Regions from separate parts of the Podarcis muralis genome. Here region 1 is linked to region 2. Evidence: chromatin contacts called from public Hi-C data. All regions are on one chromosome and are shown on one strand. Each heading gives the region's core, a stretch centred on a gene start, on an enhancer-like site or on the middle of the called end of the contact. The rest is flanking DNA. Distances are from core to core; before and after follow the strand shown.

What was found. Hi-C and Micro-C count contacts between places; a contact is called where the count stands out from the background.
Region 1: a Hi-C map of tail shows a contact between it and region 2, with 3 times the contacts expected there. The contact joins the promoter of EYA3 here to the promoter of STX12 in region 2. A contact is called at or near these places in 2 of 3 Hi-C or Micro-C datasets (blood and tail).

What each region holds. Positions count from the first base shown.
Region 1 is chr7:71,692,250-71,699,506 of rPodMur119.hap1.1, reverse strand. EYA3 (EYA transcriptional coactivator and phosphatase 3) reads left to right here and starts at 2,068. Exons shown (of 18, transcript XM_028742737.2): 1 at 2,068-2,222. It overlaps LOC144328458 (a long non-coding RNA gene), which reads right to left and starts at 1,903. Exons shown (of 2, transcript XR_013393731.1): 1 at 1,764-1,903.
Region 2 is chr7:71,550,354-71,557,062 of rPodMur119.hap1.1, reverse strand. It overlaps STX12 (syntaxin 12), which reads right to left and starts at 4,477. Exons shown (of 9, transcript XM_028742754.2): 1 at 4,174-4,477. The coding sequence starts at 4,282.

The sequences.
Region 1 (7,257 bases), core at 819-3,318, 140 kb before region 2:
AATGCGAGGGAGATAGTGAAAGATACAGGAAATTGAATGCAGATTTCCAAAAAATAGCAAGGAGAGACAAGAAGGCCTTCTTAAACGAGCAATGCAAAGAAATAGAGGAAAACAACAGAATGGGAAGAACCAGAGATCTGTTCAAGAAAATTGGAGATATGAAAGGAACATTTCGTACAAAGATTACCATAATAAAGGACAGAAATGGTAAGGACCTAACAGAAGCAGAAGACATTAAGAAGAGGTGGCAAGAATACACAGAGGAATTATACCAGAAAGATATGGATGGCTTGTATACCCCAGGTAGTGTGGTTGCTGACCTTGAGCCAGACATCCTGGAGAGTGAAGTCAAACGGGCCTTAGAAAGCACTGCAAATAACAAGGCCAGTGGAAGTGATGGTATTCCAGCTGAACTATTTAAAATTTTAAAAGATGATGCTGTTAAGGTGCTACACTCAATATGCCAGCAAGTTTGGAAAACTCAGCAGTGGCCAGAGGATTGGAGAAGATCAGTCTACATCCCAATCCCAAAGAAGGGCAGTGCCAAAGAATGCTCCAACTACTGCACAATTGCACTCATTTCACACGCTAGCAAGGTTATGCTTAAAATTCTACAAGCAGGCTTAAGCAGTATATGGAGCGAGAACTCCCAGAAGTGCAAGCTGGATTTCGAAAGGGCAGAGGAACCAGAGACCAAATTGCAAACATGCGCTGGATTATGGAGAAAGCTAGAGAGTTTCAGAAAGACATCTACTTCTGCTTCATTGACTATGCAAAAGCCTTTGACTGTGTCGACCACAGCAAACTATGGCAAGTTCTTAAAGAAATGGGAGTGCCTGATCACCTCATCTGTCTCCTGAGATATCTCTATGTGGGACAAGAAGCTACAGTTAGAACTGGATATGGAACAACTGATTGGTTCAACATTGGGAAAGGAGTACGGCAAGGCTGTATATTGTCTCCCTGCTTATTTAACTTATATGCAGAATTCATCATGCGAAAGGCTGGGCTGGATGAATCCCTAGCCGGAATTAAGATTGCCGGAAGAAATATCAACAACCTCAGATATGCAGATGACACAACCTTGATGGCAGAAAGTGAGGAGGAATTAAAGAACATCAAAAAAACGAAGATCATGGCCACTGGTCCCATCACCTCCTGGCAAATAGAAGGGGAAGAAATGGAGGCAGTGAGAGATTTTACTTTCTTGGGCTCCATGATCACTGCAGATGGTGACAGCAGCCACGAAATTAAAAGACGCCTGCTTCTTGGGAGGAAGGCGATGGCAAACCTAGACAGCGTCTTAAAAAGCTGAGACATCACCTTGCCAACAAAGGTCCGTATAGTAAAAGCTATGGTTTTCCCAGTAAAATCCAACCTGCCAAGGGTTTCAGAATGGCTTGTGTAGGCTGACTAATAATAAAAATAAGAGTTCTTATATACTGCCCTATGTCCTAAAGCAAACCAGGGCAGTGCACAACGTAATAAAAATTGCATGCATGCATTTATGCTTAGTACAATCGGCTGCGTGCACACCAACTATCTAAAGCTCACGACTTCACACAAGGAATCCTGGGAACTGCAGTTCACACTCGAGAGTTCTACCTCCCACCACTCTTGAACTACAGTTCCCAGGATTCCCTTGAGGGAATCGCACGGCGTGCAGGCAGCCGCTGCGGCGGGCGACACCTAGGGGCGGAGACGAGTAACGCCGCCACATCTGCAAGCGAACGGCCGCTGGTTCCCCGCCGCCCTTTGCTAACCTTTGGCGAAGGTCGGGTCCGCAAAAAAGCGGCGCATACGCTGTAATTAACCGGCCTCTTCAGCGGGGAGCGAAGGCAGGCGAGGCCAAGCGGGCCGTTGCTTGACAGTCACGCAGCCCAAGCCTCATGCTCCTCTCTTCCCCCGCCCCCGGCTACCAACGGTCACTTTGAAAGACAGAAACGAAGCGCCATGTGGGGGTGGGGGAAGAGAGAAGGACTCGCCTCAGAGAAGCCCATAGCAAAGATTCGGCCAACCAAATCCCCGCTTTCCCCTCTCGTCACTTCCGGCACAGAACTTCCGCTTCCGGGTGTGAAGCCTAGCCGAGGTTTGCCGAAGCGGGTCTCGGTTCCTTCCTTCCCTCCCTTTCCTTTTTTCTTCCTTTCTTCCCTGAGAGTCCGGTCCGTCGCCGCTGCCATGTCGCCCAGTGCTGAGGTCGGCCGCGCAAACGACTCGTCACGGTGAGAGGGGAAAGAGCTCTTACTCCGCCTCCTTTCCTCCGCCCTCCCCCCCCACCTCACCCGCTCCGCTTTCCTCTCGCGCGATCGGCTCGCGGTCGGTGGGCGTGGCCCGGGCAGCTGTTGGCGTGGCTCCTCCCCCCTCGCTCGCCGGTTACCTTGTCAGTCAGCGCAAGGAGGGAGGGAGGGAAGGAGAGCGGTGGGAGGGAGAGCTGCTCGCTCCCAGGAACGGCGTGGCGGACCTGTGGAACTCACTGCCACATCATGCGTGTGACGGCTTTAAAACATGGGCAGAGAAGCTGTGGCCCTGCAGATGGTGTCGCGCTACAGCTCCTCAGCAGCCGTGACCGTTGGGCGGGCTTGCGGGAATTGGAGGCTGATGAAGGCCGCAGGTTTCTCACTCCTGCAGCTAAAGCATACTTCGAATGTCACACGGTTGATAGGGGTTTTTTGGAGGTCAGACGAGAGTCACAAAGGTGAAGAAGGTGTGTGGTCCTCTGAAAGGAGGGGGAGGACACAGCAACGGCATTGCTTTGCATTGTGATTTTTGGTGGCTTAAATCGAGCCACCATGTTCAGGGGCAGTGTATCTGAATACCATGTGACTGTGGCGATGCACCCAGGTGGAGGAAGGGCTGTTATTTTCAGGTCCTGCTTGTGCAACCCACCCACCCCTGGCAATATCTGGTTGGCCAGTCTGGATTCTAGGCTAGATAAGAATTTTGGACTGATCTTGAAGGACCTCTTATTTAGGGGTAGTTGGGTCCCTGAGGAAAATCGCTGTGGGTTAAACCACAGAGCCTAGGACTTGCCGATCAGAAGGTCAGTGGTTCGAATCCCTGTGACGGGGTGAGCTCCCGTTGCTCGGTCCCTGCTCCTGCCAACCTAGCAGTTCGAAAGCACGTCAAAGTGCAAGTAGATAAATAGGTACCACTCCGGTGGGAAGGTAAACGATGTTTCTGTGCGCTGCTCTGGTTCGCCAGAAGCGGCTTAGTCATGCTGGCCACATGACCCGGAAGCTGTACGCCGGCTCCCTTGGCCAGTAAAGCGAGATGAGCACGGCAACCCCAGAGTCGGCCACGACTGGACCTAATGGTCAGGGGTCCCTTTACCTTTATCTTAAAAGAAGATATGAGTCTAATAATATAGGACTCATGACAAGTAAAATGTCAGCTCAGAGGTCATGCTGTTGTAGTTGTTGGGCCTTTTCTCTGGTGGTCTGTAGCTTTACAGTGGTACCTCGGGTTAAGAACTTAATTCGTTTTGGAGGTCCGTTCTTAACCTGAAACTGTTCTTAACCTGAAGCACCACTTTAACTAATGGGGCCTCCCACTGCCGCCATGTGATTTCTGTTCTTATCCTGAAGCAAAGTTCTTAATCCGAGGTACTATTTCTGGGTTAGTGGAGTCTGTAACCTGAAGCGTTTGTAACCCGAGGTACCACTTATTTGTTCACTGCTGATTTGAAAGGGGAGAGGGGTGGTTGGAAGTAGTAAGTGAAGCTGGAAAACGTGAATGGAATCAAAACAGGAATGGTCCATGCTTCTGTATTTGAGATAGGGAAACCTGTGGCCATTTAAATGTGCATGTGTTGGTCACAGTTGATGGAGTTGTGCATCTGTTTTGCCATTTATGTACCCCAAGTTAATTTCAACTCCCAAGTGTGTGTTTTTGATTGCCCTTGTGTGGACTCTGGGAATCTCAATTTGTTGAAAAGATTCCTGAACCTGGGCACAAATGGGCAGTGGTAGAACAGTTGTGGCAAAATGCTGTATGGTACTGGTATTTCACCACATGACGATCTTTTAAATCAACTATACTGGATCCAGAACTGCAATGGGAATAATACCAGGAATAACACTTCAAAAATACCTGGCATATCAAAACATTTTTAAGACATCCCTAGGAAGGGATACAAAATGGGATGATACATGTCGCTGAACCAACTTCCTATTGCTATTTGAAGAAAAAGGTACATATGTCAGACCTGAACCAGAAAAATAATTAATTTTAAACCCTAATGGCTACAAAAGGTATTGGAGCTCCATCATGGACTTGCTCTGCCAGCAGAGGCATTCTAACAGTTGTGACATACCACTGTCACTCTAGTATTATTTATTTTATTCATTCAACTGCTAAAATGTTACAGGAACAGGCAATTCTTGTAAGTTCAGCTTGGGTAATGTAATCTTCAAGCATTAACCTGTAAGACTGTTCTGAGATCTGAAGTACGTGCTTGTAATAGGAGTGGGGAATGTGGTTTGATGCCTATTCCTGGATTTCAAAGTTATTTGCAGAAGATAAAATAAAAGGCATCTTTCTTTTAAATTAGATTGTTGAGAGGAATAAAAGTGGAGTGAAGAGATAAAGATTGGGGGTACAAGCATACATCGTTCTTACATCTTCACATATATTGCTCCTTATGAGACTGTGGGTGCAATTGCAAGCAGCCCAGCCACATGGGGGAAAGAAGCCCCTTGCTGCCCCTCTTTTGGCCATGGGAGTGGAACTGGCTAGGGTTTTACCCCTCCAACTCCTGCACCCAGAGTTTGTCTGGTTTAATTGACTGCAGAATAATAATAATAATAATAATAATAATAATAATAATAATAATAATAATAATTTTTTATTTGTATCCTGCCCTCCCTGACCAAAGCCGGGCTCAGAGCGGCTAACAACAAGTAAAAATAGCACAGTGTACATAAAATCACACAGTCAATTAATTAAAATATATTCTTAAATCAATTCAGAATCAAATTAATGGCAACCATTGAGTTAGAGTTCTATGAGGATTACAGAAGGGGTCAGACTGTGCCTTGGCCGAAGGCTTGGTGGAACAGCTCCATCTTGCAGGCCCCGTGGAAAGATGTCAAGTCCTGCAGGGCCCTAGTCTCTTGTGACAGAGCATTCCACCAGATCGGGGCCACAGCCAAAAAAGCCCTGGCTCTAGTCGAGGCCAGCCTAACCTCCCTGTGGCCCAGGATCTCCAAGATGTTTTTATTTGAAGACCTTAAGGTCCTCCATGGGACATACCAGGAGAGGCGGTCCCATAGGTAAAATATAACTTTTATATGCACGGGGGAACCAAAAAAGTAGTGACTCACTTTACTGCAAAAATCTGCTTTACTGTAGTGATCTAGAACTGAACCAACAATATATTCTCTGAGGTATACTTGTAGTTTTTGTGGGAAAGAACAGCTCAGTTCTGGGATTGAAAACAAATTCCTGTCCTGAGCATGTAACCAGAGGTACCCTGTTTCTTAATTCTAGGAATATTTCTCCCCTCGGCTATATTTTTACACCTGGTTTCAGTTGGTGGATCTTGAGGGTCTAATAAAAACAACAGCAAAAAGAAAATAGTTCCTGCAGCAGCAGAAAGAAAGACCCAGAAGCTAACTATGAAGACTCAGGTAAAATAACTGAGTAATGGTGGCCATTTGTGTACATGATCTTGCATGCTATATAGACAGACCTGGATTCCTTTGAAATCTGGGTTAGCTAGGAGATTGTAAGGTACACCTGACAATGCTTATGGTGTAGTGGAGCATTCACACAAATGGTCACAATGTTAAACACAACCACCCCATCATAGAATTGTGGAGTTGGAAGGGACCCCAAGGGTCATCTAGTCTAACCCCCTGCAATGCAGGAATCTCAGCTAAAGCATCCATGACAGATGGTCGTCCAACCTCTGCTTCAGAGCCTCCAAGGAAGGAGAATCCACCACCTCCCAAGGGTCCATTCCACTGTCAAAACAGCTCTTCCTGTCAGAAAGTTATTCCTGATGTTTAGTCAGGATCGTTCCCTTCCTCAAGCAACTTGGCAGAGTGGCAGGGCCTTGTTTCTGAAGCCAGTCCAAACTTCAGATAATATCTGAAGAGCAATTGCTAAGAGGGTTCTTTGCCCCAGTTCCAAGTTTGGGAGTAGGGCAAGAGCTTGCCAGGGGTGGGGGAGCATGGGGCCAAATGAGGCTCTAGGATTCTCTCCAGGCCACAGTAAAATAGGCTTTAACTCACTGTTAAACAGTGAGACATACTGATGGACAGCCATGAGATTATGAGCGTACACTTGCCTTGTACTCAGATCTTAGTTTATATCAGTTTTTTAAAAGAGACTATGATTTTAAAAGAAAACTTAATTAGATTTCAGTAAAATTCTGATTTTCTTGATTTTTTTCAAAATAATTTTTATCTGCATTGTTTTGAGCCTGTTACTATGGTAACATGGTTGCTAAAGCATAAAGCACTAGACCTGGTTGCTTACTGCCAAATGGCATGGCTGCTTCTTGCTTTGAACAGCGTTCTTGTCAGAGGAATAGGCTAATGCAAAGCACTAAACATGTTTTGGAAAACAAATATAAAAGATCTTGCTAGAGATCTATACAGGCAGGATGTGCCAGAATCTTGGCGGCCTTCAGTGGTCAGCATGTGAAACTGTTATGTTTAATTGTCTACTTACGCATCTATGAAAACGAATAAAAAATACTTACAAAAAAAACCCCAACAACATATCGAAGCCCTGCACACATTTGGAACATTTTGCTCTTGCTGGTAATTGAAGCAAGCATTAGCTAACTAAATTAAGACTGATGGCAGCCTTAGTTAAATAAATACAACTCTTGTTTAGTGCTTTGATTTTGTCAGCCAACTGCTAGCAACACAGAAAGGTTAAGGCTGCAGGCCTCAGTGCACTTGCTGAACGAGACTTTCTTCTGAGTAAACATGCTTAGGATTGCATCACCATTAGCTCAATCCTGTGCATGTCTACATGGAAGTAAGTCCTGCTGTGTTCTGTACGGCATCCTCCCTTCTCAGATTGCAGCCAATGTGTTTCTTTAAAGCTGATTGTTTTTCTTTTAATTATCCTGTACTGTAGTTGCAGGTGTTCAGAAGAGATTTTAACAGATTATTCATAGATACTATTTGATCAATCAGTTCATCTGTCAATGGGTAAAAACGGCATTTCTGAAGCCAGGGACATTCTTCCTGTGTTTTTAGATTATGCACATATGTACCATAGTAAGCATCATCCTTAGTCATT
Region 2 (6,709 bases), core at 3,228-5,727:
GTTGCATCCATTTCAGTGGTGTGTTTAGCCTAAAGCTTTGAAAGGAATTTAAAGGCGATTTCACTATTTTCAGAAGGAGACATTCTATGGGGCAACACAAAGTTGTCTTTCAATGAATTAATTAAAAAAAATATTGTTATGACTGTAGAGAGTACTGGAAGAAAACTTCAATCGATTAAAAAACTACTTCTGAAATCACTACATCTGTCGGCAATAAGTGACAAAGTACAAAGCAGCAATAAAGCAAGTAAGTGACAGTGCAAAGGTTAAATCTAAAATAAAAAGGGAGGTAGGTAGGGGAGAAGCACACAGACACACTTACTTGGGAGTCCTATTGTAGCCTTCACTGACCTAGTGCTCTCTAAATACCTTGTGGAACAACTCATATCAGCCCCACATAACAGCCAACAACCATGTTCAGCCAACATGGCCAATCGGGGTTGTAGACCCAAATAACTAGAGAGCATCAGATTAATAAATCATATCCCACTGAATTCAATGGAACTGACTTCTTGTAAAATTCCACAGGAATGGGCAGGAAGTCTTTCTTTGGAACTTAATATTAATATATATTTCAGTGACTTCCTTCCTTTTTTTCTTGTACAAATTAGCAACTTTTTGAAAGACGATTTGAGCTGAGGTAGAGACAGGTTCAAAGACAGAGACAGGAAGAGAACTATTCTGCATTCACATTTCAAAACTGTTCAGTCCCAGGTTGATGCTTATTTTGGCCTTATGTCAGTAAACCACAGAACAGATAATTAAATCAGACATAATAAACACCTTCTGAGAGTTATAAGCAAATACAGTATATATAGTCCTAACACTCACGACTTGCTTGTGCTAGGTTGCGAACATGATGAGATCAAGCTAGTCTGTAACAATGCTTAAATAAAGCCCGAAAATATCAAAAATATTGCAATTGTGAATTACTTGTGCAGAATCAAAGAACAGTTGTCTTGAATATTAGTCTGGCAGAGCATGCACATTTGACTGTGTTTCAGAATAACACTAAATCCTGGTTTAGTGTTAGGTGGACAAATCTCTATGAACCCAAGAAAGTGTCATACTCGCATGCTGCTGCTCCCCATCTTATGGCTACATGGGATGGGAAGCATGCAAGCCAAACACTTTGTGCTCACAGAGGCTCATCAAACCACAGTTTAGCATTATGTGCAAACTGGGCCACAGCTTCCTAATCAATTAGCTTCAGAGTGTGGCTGCAGTTCAGCTACAAGTCTGCTCAGAAGATGTGGATTATCTAGGCCAATTTCAGTCCAGCTTCAAGTCCAGGTATAACACCTAAAGTGCACTGGACACCTAGGTGGCAGAAGGGCAGGAGGATGGCAACCCCGCTGGTTCTCTTACTCTCAGCAGCTTTTGATACCATCAACCAAAGTAAACCCCTTGAGTGATTCGGTGAGTGGGAAGTAGACAATACCATGTTACAGTGTGTCGGCTCCTAGTACCGGGACTGTTTCCTGGGAACAGCATCAGGCAATTGTTGCTCAATGCCGTAGAAGTTGACCTGTGGTTTCCTACAGGGTTCAGTTTTGTCCCCCTGGCTGTTTGACCCCAAATGGAGCCACCCAGTGTTTGAAACTCCCATTGTTCTAGGCACATTTTGCACCAGGGAATTTCATTAGCACGAGTAGTTTCTGAGTTCTGGGCGCAATACTGTGCCTAAGATTTCAGATTAAAACTGCAGAGTGGAAGGAAAGGAGGACCTTTTCTGCCTCACACTGAACACCTTAACCTGATCTTATATAGTTTTATTGTGATATATTGCTTTGTTTTTGTGTGCCTTGGTAATAGCTGCTTCGGGCATTTTTTGATAGAAAGATGAGAAACATATGTAACAAATAATTTATTTACTAAAATATTTATACACCATTATTTATATTAAAAAATCAGAGTGGTTTACAATATTAAAAAATAAAACATGGGATGCATCTGGGGAAAGGGCACTTGGTTTTTTTCTAGCATACTTCTCATGCTCCCAGTAATGAACTACAGAGGCAAAATGTAACCTCTGGAGATTGTTCTATATATATACATACCAATATCAAAGCAGACGCAAATGTTACTAAAGGTAGCTAATTCTTGAAACTAACTGCTTATGCAAATTGTCTACTCCCCCCCCCCCCGCCCTTATTTAGCGCCACAGCATCTAAGATCAGGACTAGTGGAAAGGGTGCAGTGCAGTAGAGTGGGAGCTGCAAGATTATTTTTTCCCAGCCACAAAAGTAGTACAGTGGACGCTTGGGTTGCAAATGTGATCCGTGCGGGATGCACATTCGCAACCCGCATCTGCGCACACACGGGCTGCGATTTGGCGCTTCTGTGCACGCGCAAAGCGTGATTTAGCGCTTCTGCGCATGCGCGACTGCCTAAACCCGGAAGTAACCCGTTCCAGTACTTCCGGGTTTCGGTAGTCCGCAACCTGAAAAACGCAACCTGAAGCAGCTGTAACCTGAGGTATGACTGTAGCTGTGCTCCTCTCTACATTTCCACTTCAGACGTTAATTTATACATAAAAATTGGAAAGTCTTTCAAAGCTCAAGAAGTCTGTCCTTCCTTCCTTCTGTAGGGTTTCTAAATGGGAGCAGGAGAATGGGATCTATGTATATTTTCTAGGCACTGTTGTCAGACTTAAGACTGGGTGAGCTCTAGGCATAAATAAAAGTCAAAGAAACAACATGGCAAATAGGTCTCTTAGGGCCCATCCCGATTTGCCCACAAAATCCTCGTTTTACATAAGGGCTTTGTCCTCTTACAATCTATACTTGAACAGTTTATATTCTGATGTGATTTTAACCCAGAGTTTTGGCATCCATTCTCCCTGTTTTCCACTATATGCTGTTTCAAGCAACCCCACCTCTGAAGAAGTTGCTTCATATTAAAAAAAAAAAAGAGAGAGAGAACCAAAGATGCCCCAAGCTGACAGGGGCACTTTTAAAAGGAAGCATATGTCCTTTTTGGATTTTTGAAAGACAGGGAAACTTCAGATTTAGGAAGGAAAAAGTTTGGGACAGCAGCTCTCTCTGGTGATGATTGTATAGATGAGGGGGAATTAAATGGTACATATTCCATATTAAGATAAGGTTGGATGGGCCCTTACTAACTAGACTCAAGACAATTTCAGAGACTGTTCTTGCCTTCCTCAAAAGCACTTTTGTGTAGCTGGAAACAATATATAGAGACTGTTACGCAGTGATCACATGCAAGTGTATTTTGCTACATGTACACATAGGGAAACCAGAAGAGATGTCAATGGTTTGGCAGAATTAAGACACACAATGAAATACATAACCACAGGGCCATTATATTCTATATGCAGGTCACACCTCTTGACTACAATGAAGTGATCGCCTTTTAGTCAACAAAGAACACGTGAAGCGGCCTCAGTGATATTTAGAATTGTTAGGAACCTATTAGGTGAAGCATGGGCAAGGTAGCAATGAGCAGAGATTGACTCATCCCTTTGCAATAATTCTCCCACTCATACTGAATATGAATAATGAGACTGCCTGTGGCTTTAACTTCTTCTTTTTTTATAAATACAGATCTTGCTTCCTCTTGTTTATGTTGGTCTACTGTGTTTTTTGAAAGCAATACTTTATGATGCAGACCAAACCAAATAAATAAAAGAACCCTTAGGACAGAAACACGAAGGAAAGGGGTGTGTGTGGGGGTGTAGATAAGGGGGGGGGGGACGGACCTATTGGGGGAAAAGTGGGCCTTTAAAAAAAAAAGAGAAAGCCATGGGGGTGAGTGATTATAATGGCTTTCTATCGGTTTTAAATACTGTCTTTAATAGACCATCGGGGCAGAGAGCGGGCAGTCCCTGCGGATTAAAGTTCGCTAAAAGGGGGCCCTTGGAACTGCCTGCCACTGCAGCTAAAGGAATCAAGTTTACAGAAGGTCGAAAAATTGCCTTAGGGAGCTGTGAGCCGCCTTGAACGTATTGTAAACGGAAAGGCGGGATCTTAAAAGGGAAAAAAAGACGAATCTGAGGAGGATAAGGCGGCGTTGAGAGGTGGAACCCATGACAGGGGGGCGGTAACAGAGATTGTTTAGGCGGCCGGGGGACAGAATTCAGGAGGCCTGAGGGGACAAGACTTAAGACACAGCGGGTCGTGTGGGGAAGGGGAGGAAGCGGTTTTCACTCACTGCATTGTGCCAGGCGCTGTACATTGGTGCTGCAGGTCTGGATAATGGCGCTGAAGTCCCGGGGCGGAAGCCCCCCGGGCCGGTACGTCTCTAACGGGCCGTACGACATGGCCGAGCCTGAAACCCGGACAGAAAACGAAAGAAGGGAAAACACACGATAAACAACACGGGATCTGTGTCAGGGTCAGCCGAATCTGACTAGCGCCGCTTCCGCCGCCTTCACGAAGACGCACGCGCAAAGGACAAGGCCCTGCCTTCTTTTCCCCTGCTCCGCGCAGGCGCGGGAAAGAAATGCGCGCACCCGCCCCGCAAGTGACAGCCTGCGACGCGACCTGCCCTCGGCTTCCCCTTTCCTAGGCGGGTTCTGCGCGTGCGTCGCGTTCCCCTCCTCGCCCCGCCCAGCAAGACGCGCGCGGCCTGAAAAAAAATGGAGGCTGGGCGTCATGGCAACGGGATGCGGCTCGGAGATGTCGCTGCTTTGGGGCAGGCCGCAACCGCGGACGACGCCTTTGTAGTGAATGTACTGTACGTCCAAGGGCGGATATAGGGGGCCCCATGGAGCTGCTTCCGCACCCGTTAATATGCAGAAATACACATTGCCCCTTTTGCGCCCCGCTCGTGCATTATTTTTCTGGTGCCCCCACAGATTATGCGGGCGGCCCTTGGCTTCAGCTGCGCCTTGCCAGGCATTTTTTTATAAGGCTCCTCTCCAGGTCAAAAGCACGATTATCCGTATGATATAAAAGATGCCTGCTTCTTGGGAGAAAGGCGATGACAAAACCTAGACAGCATCTTAAAAAGCAGAGACATCACCTTGCCAACAAATGTCCGTAAAGTTTTCCCTTTAGTGATGTATGGAAGTGAGAGCTGGGCCATAAAGAAGGCTGATCACCGAAGAATGGATGCTTTTGAATTATGGTGCTGGAGGAGACTCTTGAGAGTCCCATGGACTGCAAGAAGATCAAACCTATCCATTCTGAAGGAAATCAGCCCTGAGTGCTCACTGGAAGGACAGATCGTGAAGCTGAGGCTCCAGTACTTTGGCCACCTCATGAGAAGAGAAGACTCCCTCGAAAAGACCCTGATGTTGGGAAAGATTGAGGGCACAAGTAGGAGGTGACGACAGAGGACGAGATGGTTGGACAGTGTTCTCCAAGCTACCAACATGAGCTTCACCAAACTGCAGGAGGCAGTGGAAGACAGGAGTGCCTGGCGTGCTCTGGTCCATGGGGTCACGAAGAGTCGGACATGACTAAACAATTAAACAACAACAAACAACAACATATTTTCCTGGGGGTAACTGTCGGTGTATGCAGTGAGCCCTGCTTCCAGATCAACGTGCACCGGATTGCATCTCTGGCACGAAATTCTGTGCATGCTCCTTGAGAGGCAAGTTCCACTGTGCTCAGAGGAATTTGCTCCCAGGTGAATGTACATAGGATTGCATCGGCACAAGAATCCTCTGCAAATTTACTGAGAAACAAGATTGTTTATTCTAAGTACTGACATGCGTTAGCAGTGAGTTCAGCAAGGCTTCCTCGGAAGTAGGCTTGGGCAGGATAGCAGCCTATCCAGCACATTTCATTATAAGTTTAATTAATTGGAAATCCCACTATATTCAGGATGGTGCGCATTGAATTGCTGCCTTCGGTGTAATATTGCACTATTAGTTGTTGCTGCAGAAACAATAGTCCATAGTACAGTGATACCTTGCAAGACGAATGCCTCGCAAGACAAAAAACTCACTAGACGAAAAGGTTTTTTGTTTTTTGAGCTGCTTCGCAAGACGATTTTCCCTATGGGCTTGCTTCGCAAGACGGAAACGTCTTGCAAGTTTGTTTCCTTTTTCTTAACACCGTTAATACAGTTGCAACTTGACTTCGAGGAGCAACTTATAGAACGCGGTGTGGTAGCCTTTTTTGAGGTTTTTAAAGACTGGCGATTTTTGAAGCTTTTCCAAAACTTTCCCGACACCATGCTTCGCAAGACGAAAAAAATCGCAAGACGACAAAACTCGCGGAACGAATTAATTTTGTCTTGCGAGGCACCACTGTACCTTTAATAGTTTGACAGTGGCATCAGAAGTTTTTGTGAGCTAGTGTCAAATCATATTCATGAAGTGGCAGATACAGTATATGCTTGCATGGGGAGTTGTAAAACAGAGCCAAAAAGGTAATAAAATGTGAGAGGTGCAGTCATTACTCATGCAAATTGGAAGGCACAGAAGTCGTCGTTTCCATTTGGCTCCACCTGTTCATAATTTATGTATTTATATATCTGCCAACTGAATGCATCTGATGTGGTGGACTCTGGTCCATGAAAGCTTATGCCACAATAAATCTGTTGAGTCTTTAAGATGCCCCCAAATTCACTGTTAACTGGTTGTATCTGTTGTATTGCAAGGCTTAATTTATAGCAGCACTTAGCCCTAGAATCTCTTCTTAGGGATCAGCTCTATGATACGTGATATAATAATAAAAAAATGAGCGTATAGAGATGGGAAACCTGTTGGATTCCAAATCCCATCAGCCACAGC